4 separate regions of the Sus scrofa genome follow, and regions 2, 3 and 4 are each linked to region 1. The links are chromatin contacts, called in public Hi-C and promoter capture Hi-C maps. All regions are on one chromosome and are shown on one strand. Each heading gives the region's core, a stretch centred on a gene start, on an enhancer-like site or on the middle of the called end of the contact. The rest is flanking DNA. Distances are from core to core; before and after follow the strand shown. Region 1 holds the start of CYR61 (protein CYR61). Region 2 overlaps DDAH1 (N(G),N(G)-dimethylarginine dimethylaminohydrolase 1). Region 3 holds the start of BCL10 (B-cell CLL/lymphoma 10). Region 4 has its middle 25 kb from the start of BCL10.

Region 1 (2,700 bases), core at 115-2,614:
AGCCGGGTGAAGGCCTTCTTATGCAAGACTGCTGGGCAGTCATTTAGACTGGACAGCGGGAGCATTAAAAAGGACAAGGAGGTCTGGAGCAGTATAACAGGGAGGCCGGCATGATTACTGTGTGTGTTTTATGAAAATGACACAAGAAAATAGGTTGGGAAACTGAGGGAAATTAATCAATCACACGAGCGGGGCGTCTGCTGTTAAAGTGAATCGCTTCGTGGGGGGTCTTCCCCTGGGCGGGTCGCAGGAAGACTAGGGCCTTAAAATCCGCCGGCTTTTTCTACTACAGAATAATATATCCTTGCCCTCTCTCGTTTCTCTGGAGAGAGCAAAGCATTGCACTTCGCTTGAAATGAGAGGCTTCTCAGTGGGCCCAAGGAAAGGAGTTGCAAACCCCGCAAAACTTTCAGTGTTGAGGAGTCTGCCTTTTCCAGAGAACCGCTGGGCGCAATGCGGCTGGAATCGGGATTGGCCTTGCCCTCTCTACGGGTGACGCTCTCTCCGCGGGGGTCCCCTCCGCCTCGGGCTGGCTGCTCAGTGAGCGTCGCTTCCCGCCCCCGAGGGAGGCTGGAGGGCTTACCCGGCCTCCCGCATCCGCGAGGAAGCCTTAGGTCAGCCTCCCGGAGATCTCCCTGCGTCCGTTTCCTCTCGGACTTCCAAGCCAGCCAGTGGGCTGGAACTACAGTGGGAACCTCCAAAAACAAACAAGTACGACGTTCGGGGGGGGAGGGGGGAGGGAGGGGGAAGACCTCTGCCTGGGAATCTGCCAGACGGCGGGGAAGTTGATTTTTCCCCCCTTCTCATTCATAAATGCCACTGCGGGTATTAATTTGCGATACACTTAGCCTGGCTAATAAACACCATGCCAAGACTTTGGGACTCGATCCGAGCACGCCTCTACGACGTCCTCAAATAGATCCCTGGCTCCCAGACGCTGCCCTCCCGGTTCGCCTCTCTCCGTAGATAACTTGACTCTCACCTTCGCTGTAAACAAGCAAACAGCTCGCTGCCTCCCGGGCGGGGGCTCCGGGGCTGCGGCTCAGCTCGGCATCCCCAAACAAAACGACTTTGTTCCTCCCTCCAGGGCCTCCCACCCTCCAGGTCCAGGCAAAGTTCTCAACTCGCCCCCCCCCCCCCGCCCTTCCACCACCCTCCCCAATAGAAGTCGTTATTAAAAGTGGAAAAAACGGAAGATTGTTTTCTTGACGAGTCCAGGACCAAAAAAAAAAAAAAAGCCAGGGAGCCAGGGGAGGCGCTTGGCAGGAGCCCGCGCCAACCAGCATTCCTGAGATGTTTGAGAATTCTGGAACGCGCAGACGGGGCCGACGTCACTGCAACACGCGGCGCCGCGGCCGGCCCGTATAAAAGGCGGCCCCTGGGCGCCGGGGCAGACCGCGAGCAGAGCGCCCCCGAGCAGCTCCCGCGCCCCGCGCTCCTCCTCGGGAAGCACCTCGAGCTCGAGACGCCCGCAGCCCGTCCGCCGCGCACCCGTGTGTCGCCGTCTCGGCCTCCGCGCTCGCCCCGACCCTCCTGCGCGCCGCGATGAGCTCCCGCACCGCCAGGACGCTCGCCCTCGCCGTCACCCTGCTCCACTTGGCCAGGCTGGTGAGTTCCGCGGCCACCGCGTCCCTGTCCGCTCCCGGCCCCTCCCCCTTGGCCCAGAGGGCCCGCGGCCGACGGGGCTAGGCTCGGAAGTGCGGGGACGCTTGGGGGGAGCGCTTTCTTTAAGCCCGCGCTGGAGACGTGCCGGGGCCTCCGGGGGGACGCCGCCGCCCGGGGTGGCCGGGCTGGCCCGGCTCAGGCCCCCCCCACCCGGCGCCTGGGGGTTCCCGCCGCGCCGCGCCGAGCCTCACGCGTGTCCGCTCCCCCCTGCAGGCGCTCTCCACCTGCCCCGCCGCCTGCCACTGCCCCCTGGAGGCGCCCAAGTGCGCCCCCGGAGTCGGCCTGGTCGGGGACGGCTGCGGCTGCTGCAAGGTCTGCGCCAAGCAGCTCAACGAGGACTGCAGCAAGACGCAGCCCTGCGACCACACCAAGGGGCTGGAATGCAACTTCGGCGCCAGCCCCACCGCTCAGAAGGGGATCTGCAGAGGTAAGATGCTTTTGGTTTGGCCCCTTTAAAAGAAGGAATAGTCCCTGTAGTCCAGAAGTTTAGTAATTCTGCGACCATGTATGGTGATGCTTTGTTGTTGGTAGCTTGGCAGAAAGGCACATGATTTCAGCAGTCTGGAATGCGATTCAGTGTGTCTGGGCCCAGCGGAAAGCGCATACGGAAAAGTGATTCCTGACTAACTTATTGTTCTGGTCTGGAGTCTCCGGGGAATTGGAGGAAACTTTACCATAAACTGAGTTGAACAGCAGAAAATATGTGTGCGTTTCAGGCCGTCGTTCGGAATCCTAACTTTATCCTCTTCTTTTTTTTCTTTTCTCTTTTTTTTGGTGTTCTTTGCAGCTCAGTCAGAGGGCAGACCCTGCGAATATAACTCCAGAATCTACCAGAATGGGGAGAGTTTCCAGCCCAACTGTAAACACCAGTGCACATGCATCGACGGCGCCGTGGGCTGCGTTCCGCTGTGCCCGCAGGAGCTCTCCCTCCCAGACCTGGGCTGCCCCAACCCCCGGCTGGTCAAAGTCACCGGGCAGTGCTGCGAGGAGTGGCTCTGCGACGAGGACGGTGCCAAGGACCCCATGGACGACAGG
Region 2 (2,700 bases), core at 172-2,671, 180 kb before region 1:
TCCGGCTCCTGGAGGCTATCGGGCTCTGCCCCGACTTCACGTGTGATCTCTGCTTTAAGGCGCCCTCAGGGGCAATTCGTAAGGTGGGAAGTGGGCCTGTGCAGAGAGATGTCCCCCAGGCCTCGGAAGAGCATCAGCCCGAAATGACACAGGATGATGAGTTATCAAAGACGCGGTCCCTCTGAAGGGCTCAGTCTGAAGAATTCCCTCTGCTTCCCGAGAATGGGAAGAACTGGGGATTTGAAAACCAGCTTCAACACTTCTCAGCAGCACACGAGTTAATGTCTCTGAGCCGGTTTCCTGACTTGCCAATGGGCCGGTGCTCTCTCCCTAGTGGGGTTACGTGAATGGCAAGGAGACCAACCACACAGGCAGTGCCCCGTTCAGCACCTGGCACATTGTGCTCAAAACCAGTAGTCGCTGGTATCCTTATTTTTGCCCTAAATTAATGCAGTGCTTTGGATTCTGGCTACCTTTCAAAAAATAAACTATAAAACATACCATTTTTGGTATAAAATAAAACATCTTGTGATCCCACTTCTTTTTTTCTTGAAAAATTTCCCCCAAACACAAAATACCAAAACAGGTTAAAAAAAAAACCCCTATACATTGGTATTGGCAAGTTACATTCCATAGTCATTTGCAATATACCGCGGTTAGTTAAATATTCGTTGTTTAGATGCCAGTACTTGCCAGTTGGCCTTGTCCAAAGTTGACTTTGGTGCCTGTTTTCCACAACGACCACGTGGAACGCTTCAGCTCTTCCCTTGGAGGCTGCGACCGGGCCGCGAGGTCTGATGGCCAGGTCTGTGCTCCGTGCAGAACCTGCCCTCTGCTCGCCAGGCCCCTTTCCTTCGGCTGCTTCTGCTCCACCGCTGCCTGATGTACTCATGGCGAACAGGGCCCCGGGCACTGGCCTGTCTGCAGCTGACACGGCTCGGTCACCCTCAGTTCTGCTTTCGGCCGGGCGCTTCCAACGCTCTGAGGAGTATGTTTTCAAGGCCCATCCATGCACAGGTCTCGAGTCCGTTTTAACTCATCATATTGGAGAGCTTTGAAACTATCCCCTCGCCCCACCCATACTCTGGTCCAGCTCTATCGCCCTGGACCGCAGCCACGTGGCTTCGTGGCTGGTGAGATGGTTTCATTTTCTCACCTTGTCGCTGACTTTGTCTTGCTGATTAATGTTAGTGTGACATGTAGATTGTGCTGAGGAAGCCTCTCACGAAGCTGGTGTGCTGTCTCGAGCTCAAGATGCAGCTGGCTTGGAACCTGTACCAAGACTGCCCTGTGGCATCCCTGGTCACACAGAACGTTCCTTCGTTTATGCCCTTAATGTTCTTTGTGGTCCAGCACACCTTCGGTCACTGTGGCCACTGGGACCAGCCCGTCTGGCTGATGTTGTAACAATACTCAATGTCCATGTCATGCTTTCTCACATGTTTTCTCATTTGATCAATATTTTAGTTCAATAAACATTTAGTGGATGCCAATTGTTTTTGTAGTTTTTTTGGTCTTTTTAGGGCTGCACCTGCAGCACATGGAGGTTCCCAGGCTAGGGGTTGAATGAGAGCTATGCTCACCGCCACAGCAGTGCTGGATCCGAGTCACATCTGTGACCTATACCACAGCTCACAGCAATGCCAGATCCTTAACCCATAGAGCAAGGCCAGGGATTGAACCCGAGTCCTTATCATCAGGTTCATTAGCTTCTGAGCCACAACAGGAACGCCTCAACATTTTTTTAAAAACCAAGCTGCGAAGATTAAAAAAACCCAAAAAACCCTACAAAACCAGAGTCCCTGTCCCTGGGAAGCGAACCGTCTAGTAGGGCAGACATGCTGAATATGCAGTCACAGTGAAGTGGAGTTTCGTCGCAATGCTCAGGATAACCCCAAGGCAGGGAGGACACACGCTGCTGTACCACTTTACATTGAGGGCTGCACCTGCAGCACATGGAGGTTTCCAGGCTAGGGGTTGAATCAGAGCTACGGTCGCCGCCACAGCGGCGACCTTGGTTAAAAAGGCTAAGGAAGGCGGCTGATGGCTGCACCGAGCCTCCTGAGCCCACACCCGGGTCACGTTCCTCCTCCTGGCACTGCGAGACTCTGATTCTGCTGCGGGACCATCTGCAGCACAGCCCACGTCAGAGCGGGAGCTCGGGAACGCTCTCTCCCGCTCCGCACACTTACGTCCCCTGCGGGTTACGTGACCCTGGGAGATGCTGGATTCCATCATCTATTCACGGCAGAGACGGTGACCTTTCCGAACATGGGGACCCTAGGAGGAAAGGGGTGGTGAAAGAAGCCCTCCAGGAAGCCGAGCAGGGAGTGCGCACCTTGCCGGAGTGCCCACTGGGGCCGCCGCGCGATGTCAACGTGCCTAAGGTCTGCTCACGGGTTTATCCCTCTTTCCCACAGGCGCCAATGAAATACCAATCTGATCAAAACCGCCTGAGAAAAAGATCAAAGAGAGGCCTAACATACTAAGTGACTCAGACTAAAAAATTCCTAAATGGACACATACTGAAATTCTCTTTGCATTCTGATTCCAGGGAAAAGCTCTTCAGAGGAATTCAGTTAGTAACGACAACGGCAAACGTCCACGGAGTCTTCCTGCGTGCCAGAACCCCACCCAGAGCTCAGAGTCGACCTTAACCTTCGGAATCCAACAGACAAGTGCCAACATCATTTCTGCTGC
Region 3 (2,700 bases), core at 7-2,506, 250 kb before region 1:
CCTGCCTCCTGAAGTTCATGCTTTTACTGGCACAAATCCTGAACAGCACAACACTCATTCTTTAGTAGTTACCAACATCCGAGTTCTGACGGGAATGGGAAGCAGGGACCTGTCATTTTTGGGTATCTTTCCAGGCCGAGGAACAGTGCTTTCCATCTAGTGAGCGCCCCAGAATTATCTGCTGAAGGAGGAAATTAAGGCACAAGCCCTACTCTTAACCAGAGTCCTTCTGCTAATGAGTCACACCGACTCTGCATTATGGGTACAGTGTGATAAACCTCACAGGTGAGGGAAAAGGAAGCACAGGAACATTTAAAAAGCTGCTTCCTGTCCACTTCACAAAGGTGGTTTTGTACAGCACTGCGGCGCTAAGCGAGAACACAGTTCATGTTGATTTTTAAAATGTGAATTAATACAAAGTATTTTAATGGTACTCATACAAGTCTCACAAAGCAAAACAAACAACTAAGAGCAAAGGGTAAGAGAAACAAGTCACTCTTGGTGAATAAATATTAAGATTTGTACATTTCTGCAGCATCCAAGCAGCGGAGCATAACGCAGCTACCGAATGTTTCCAGCGTTCACCTGTAAATAAATTCTCGGCCTTCGGGCCCCGGCCCCCGTCCCCTCCCCCTCGCCCCTCCGATTTAAATACGTGGGCGTTTGCTTTCTAGGGGAATTCCGACTCGTGCTTTCAGCTGCTGAGCTTCCCTCAACCCCCGCTGCCAAAGTTTCACATATTTGCTCCACTGCTTGGGATGCTTTACCTGGTCCAGCTTTTGCTCCAGGCTGAGAGAGCCAGCAGCCAAGGCTCAGACTCAAGGACGAGCTTGAGTCGCCGACTTCCGACAACGTAGCTCCACCCCTGGAAGCGCCAGAGGATGGGTGGGGAGTGGGCCGGAGGCTGTGAAGGAGCGCTCCACCCAACAAGGTTCCAGAAACCCAAGCCCCGCTTTGATTGATTTAACACGCGAGTTCACAGGTCACCAGGGGTCGGACCGCTTCCACCAGGTCCCCGCGATGCCGGCTCGGCTCCCGCGGCGCCCGGACCTGCCGCTTCTCCCACCGCGCGCTGCTCCCCAGCTGCGGGCCGGGCCGGGCCGGGCCGCCGGGTTTCCGCTCCCGTCGCCCGCAGGCACGCAGCCCGCCCCGCCCGCCCGCCCGGGCCCGGCCGTGCTACTCACGTCCTTCTTCACTTCGGTCAGGTCCTCCTCGGTCAGGGACGGCGCGGCGGGCTCCATGGCGGAGGCGGGGGACGGCGCTCCTTCCGGGTCCGCGCTCGGGCTGCGCCGCCCCGCCCAGGCTGGGGGCTTCGGCCTCCCGAGGAGGGGTGGGGAGGGGAGGCGGAGAGGGTGGGGGGACGGCTACCTCCTCGAAAACAGGGGGACCGAGGGTCAAACAAGCGCTTCCGGCTCTGCCTCCGGGCCGACGGCGGCGCAGACCTACGCGTCTAGACGCCGAGCTCCGGGCTCGGCTCCTGCGCGCTCGCGGAGGCCGGGGCGCAGGACCGCCCCTCTGGGAGGCCGGCCCTCGGAGAGCCCGTCCCGTCTCTCCGAGAGCCAATCGGAGCCAGCCCGCGGCCGGCCTGGTCCCGCCCCCGGCCGGAGCCCTTCCAGGGTGGCCCCGCCCACGGCCTCCAGGTCGTTTGCATGGGGCGGGGGGAGGCCTCCCGAGAGGATCGTTTCCGTGGGCGGGGCCGGCGCGGCTCGGTCTGTGGGCGGTCGCCGCCCGCGCGGGCGGCTCTGATGCAGCTGGAGCTCTGCTGGTCGGTGCTGCTGTGTTCCTCCCCTTCTCCCAGCCCCTGCCCACCGATTTCCTGTTGCTGTTTGCCCACGCAAGTTTTACAATGGTTTGGTCACACACAGACGCTCGCGCGCGCGCACACGAGACTCATATACAGCCTAACTGCAGTTCATATTGAAGGAATTTCTGAAAGAGAAAAACCGCCTACAATGCCATCACTTTAACACCTCATTTAACCTCTGCATACTTTCTGGTCACTGTTTATGATAAACGTATTTCCTTATTTCTTCATCTGAGGGATGAAGATGTGTCTCTTCTACCTCTCACAGGTGACAATTCAATGACGTGACAGATGTGAGGTTCTTAGAGGTCTGGGCCCACAGTCCGTGCTCAGCTCTTGCTCAAACATTTATTGAGTCCTTCCTACTATATTCTAGACACCCAGTCCCGTAAGAGTTCTCCCATCTTTCTGGGGGAGACTGATGAACAGATACGATTCTCAGAACGGTGCATCCAAAGTAACGAGGGTGATAAGTCCGGAAAGGGCTCAGGGCCCAAGACGATTGTTTGGACAACATGGTAAATAAACTAGAAAGAAAGTATATGGTATTTGGAAGCTAGAGGGTAGATAAAAATGCGGACCAGGGGGCGGAAGACAAATTTGAGGATCCAGAATCCTTTAAAGGAAGGGAAAACAAGAACCAGAAAACAACAATGTTGTCAAGGCCGCATCAATGTATTTTTCCATCACAGGGCAGGGATCTTACTTTTAACATTACATCATGTGTGTTTGTCCATATTCATACACAGTATTTTTTCTGATTGCTTAATCTTCCGTCATCTTTTTCTAACCCAATTCACTTAACTAGTTGTTCTTTCATTCACAAATATTTGTTGAATGTCAACTATGGGCCAGACACTGTTCTAGGTGCTGGGGAAATAGCTATGAACGAAATA
Region 4 (2,700 bases), core at 187-2,686, 230 kb before region 1:
GCGGGTCTGGGGTGTGACGTTTTCTCCTCGGGCTCATGTCCTCCTGCTCATGTTGAGACACAGAGAGAGGGAGAGGGAACGGGACCACACAACTGGCGTGTGCCTAAGGAACAGGATGAAACGCCGACGCTGGAGGGCCGGAGCCCGTCCAGGCTGCTCTTGGGGGGCCCGAGAGCTCGTTTTCCCAGTGGCGTTGTGTGGGTCGTCTTCCAGCCCTTGGGCTCCTTTCTCCGCCCACCTGTGCCAGCTCCGTGCCAAGAAGCTGGCCCCTGCACAGAACCTCCCCCGTCTCCTCACCAGCCGTCCAGCAGTTGCGTCCCGCCAAGGGGGCACCATCAAGTCAGACAGTGAGAAGAAAGAGGCTCTGGATCCTGGTCTCTGGCTGGAGCCGTGTGGCCCTTGGTTCTCTGACCCAGACCCAGCAGCGCCATTTCCTGGCCTGGTCCTCTTGGGCCCAGAAGTGCTGCTGGCAGCTGGTTTCTGGGGATTTCACCCATCACCCCCCTTGTTTGTAGCCTGAACATCAGACCTTTGAAACAGACCTTCATGAAAATCTTTTTTTTTTTTTTTGTCTTTTTATCTTTTCAGGGCTGCACCCGCGGCATATGGGGGTTCCCAGCCTAGGGGTCTAATCAGAGCTGTGGCCGCTGGCCTACACCACAGCCATAGCAACATGGGATCCGAGCCGCGTCTGGGACCTACACCACAGCTCATGGAACGCCGGATCCTTAACCCACTGAGGGAGGCCAGGGATTGATCCTGCAACCTCATGGTTCCTAGTCGGATTTGTTTTCACAACGGGATCTCCATGAAAATCTTTCCATTTGCTCCAAGCAAGGGTGAATTCTGTTTTCCTTCAGACTCCTTGTTACCCCCTAGCCATGGTGATGGGTTCCATCTGTCTCCCTCGGTGGTTATTAGGTCCAGGACAAAAGCAAGCCCAGGGCTGTCCCCGAGTTACCTCTCAGGAGCCTCATCCACTCCTCTGGTTCCCATATAAGCAGAATGGATGCTTGTTCATATCCTACCCTGGAATTCTAAGCCTCTCTTGGATCCACGGCCATGAATCTGTTTATTCCATGAGCTCTTTCTAGAGGCAGAAGACCCAACATTTCTACGTAGCTCGACTGCTGCTTGGAATCAGAACTTGTTTGTCCTTGAACTTGTCCTACATCAGTGTGAAATATGCAGTCGTGAACCTGATGGGGTGATGGGAAATTTCACTCGTAGCATGAGGTTTCCTAGTTTAACTGTGAGCAATCGTCCTCTGAGTTCTGTCCCAAAGCCCCATCTAGTCAATAAGTCTCCCTGTCCCTGAGCAGGAACAAATTATTTAAAAAATTGAAGCCTAGGGAAAAGCAAACAACCTTCCTAGGGCTGTGTTCGTTCACCCAAGCTCTTTCTTTGCCTTCATAACCAAATGATTAAACTTTCTATTTATAAGTCAAGGGGCATCCCAAGACCTAGGGGCCCATCACTGCTCTTAGGCATTCATGTCACAAGCCAGCCCAGGCTATAAATATAAAATATAAAATATACCAGGTGGTTAGGGGGCAAACTGGTTTGAATCCTTCATTTATTTATAGTGACAGTGGCATATTTGGCACTTAAATGTTCCCCTAAAAGCTGATAACCCCCGTTATCTTGTGCTATAAGTGGTCCAGCTTTCCCCGAGTTAGGAATGAGGGTTTGGGAGGGAGGTGAGAAGCAGTCTGATCTGCCAACAGCTCCCTAAGGCAAGTGTGTCTTTGGAGCAGCCTTTCCAGGGACCAGGGAAACCTGTGACTTCTCCACGGAAGCTGTCAGGCCAGCTTACAGGCATCAACGATGACAATCTGGAGTTATTTCTGGAGTAGGTGATTGATGTTTCGAATAGAAGATGCCATTTTGATGGGCTCCAGACTTGCTGTGATGGGAGCTGATGAGGATAATGATGATGATGATGATATTTACATGGTGCCTTTCTTCCAAAGAACGCCTCCGTCCTTTTATCTCATTCGCATTGAAAATGTCCCTTTGGAGTTGGGAGGAAACGCTGTCATGTATCTGTTTTTCAGGAGAGGAAATGGAGAAAGGATCACTGCCCAGCTCTCGGGGCCCATTTGGTGATGAGAAGAGCTGTTTACAGGACAGACTAAATCTGGGGAGAAGAAGTTTAGGAAAAACGCCAGGGTCAGCTCCTGCTCATCCTTTTCAGTGCAGCCGTATCAAGCTCCATCAGTGTGACTCCCTGACCCACAGTCTTCAGGGGACACACAGACGCCAAGTTCTGTCCCAACACCCGAGGCTCTCGACACCCACCCTACACTGTCTCCCTGGCCCCTTGCATCTGTCTCATGTTTCAGCCAAAAAAAGCCACCTGCTCTGAGAATCCCCTTCTCTTTCACAACGTGTGTGGCTCACACGTGCTGTGACTTGTTTAAGGTCTGTCTTCCTGTTGGGATGTAAATTCCAGGAGAACAGGGACAATCGCCATCCTGCCCCAGGGCCCAGTTGGGTCAACAGGCACACAGTAGGTGCTTCGACAGCACACACCGTGCCTCCCACCTGTACGCCTTTGCTCGTGCTGTGCCCCAGGCCCCCACCCTGCTTATTGAAGCCAGAGCTGACCTTCCAAGCCCAGGTGAACCCCCACTCGGGAACCGCCACGGCAGCGTTCTGGTTCCTGCCTTCCATTCCACTGGGTCACGGGCATCTGTG

The links. Promoter capture Hi-C pulls out the DNA fragments that hold promoters and counts their contacts. A called contact is a pair of places that touch in the nucleus more often than the background predicts.
Region 2: a contact with region 1 is called in a Hi-C map of liver, with 5 times the contacts expected there. The contact joins the enhancer-like site here to the promoter of CYR61 in region 1. A contact is called at or near these places in 5 of 47 Hi-C or Micro-C datasets (embryonic fibroblasts, liver and skeletal muscle) and 1 of 2 datasets of contacts at active chromatin or transcription factors (skeletal muscle).
Region 3: a contact with region 1 is called in a promoter capture Hi-C map of fetal skeletal muscle, with 6 times the contacts expected there. The contact joins the promoter of BCL10 here to the promoter of CYR61 in region 1. A contact is called at or near these places in 2 of 5 promoter capture datasets (fetal skeletal muscle and liver), 10 of 47 Hi-C or Micro-C datasets (embryonic fibroblasts, epiblast stem cells, fibroblasts and 5 more) and 1 of 2 datasets of contacts at active chromatin or transcription factors (skeletal muscle).
Region 4: a contact with region 1 is called in a Hi-C map of heart right ventricle, with 6 times the contacts expected there. The contact joins the enhancer-like site here to the promoter of CYR61 in region 1. A contact is called at or near these places in 14 of 47 Hi-C or Micro-C datasets (brain, embryonic fibroblasts, fetal heart ventricle and 9 more) and 1 of 2 datasets of contacts at active chromatin or transcription factors (skeletal muscle).

What each region holds. Positions count from the first base shown.
Region 1 is chr4:130,393,843-130,396,542 of Sscrofa11.1, reverse strand. CYR61 (protein CYR61) reads left to right here and starts at 1,364. Exons shown (of 5, transcript XM_001927740.5): 1 at 1,364-1,608; 2 at 1,879-2,092; 3 at 2,453-2,700. The coding sequence starts at 1,546. It also overlaps a transcript of ZNHIT6 not described here.
Region 2 is chr4:130,573,637-130,576,336 of Sscrofa11.1, reverse strand. The region is part of intron 1 of DDAH1 (N(G),N(G)-dimethylarginine dimethylaminohydrolase 1); the gene reads right to left. Among named protein-coding and RNA genes, the nearest start is that of BCL10, 70 kb to the left of the region's middle. Within about 2 kb of position 1,421, at least 2 of the 83 cell types and tissues checked have an H3K27ac peak or open chromatin away from gene starts, as enhancers often do. A contact at or near this core is called in liver, where this site is marked.
Region 3 is chr4:130,643,983-130,646,682 of Sscrofa11.1, reverse strand. It overlaps BCL10 (B-cell CLL/lymphoma 10), which reads right to left and starts at 1,256. Exons shown (of 3, transcript NM_001103213.2): 1 at 1,185-1,256. The coding sequence starts at 1,241.
Region 4 is chr4:130,619,262-130,621,961 of Sscrofa11.1, reverse strand. No RefSeq gene overlaps it. Among named protein-coding and RNA genes, the nearest start is that of BCL10, 25 kb to the left of the region's middle. Within about 2 kb of position 1,436, at least 3 of the 83 cell types and tissues checked have an H3K27ac peak or open chromatin away from gene starts, as enhancers often do.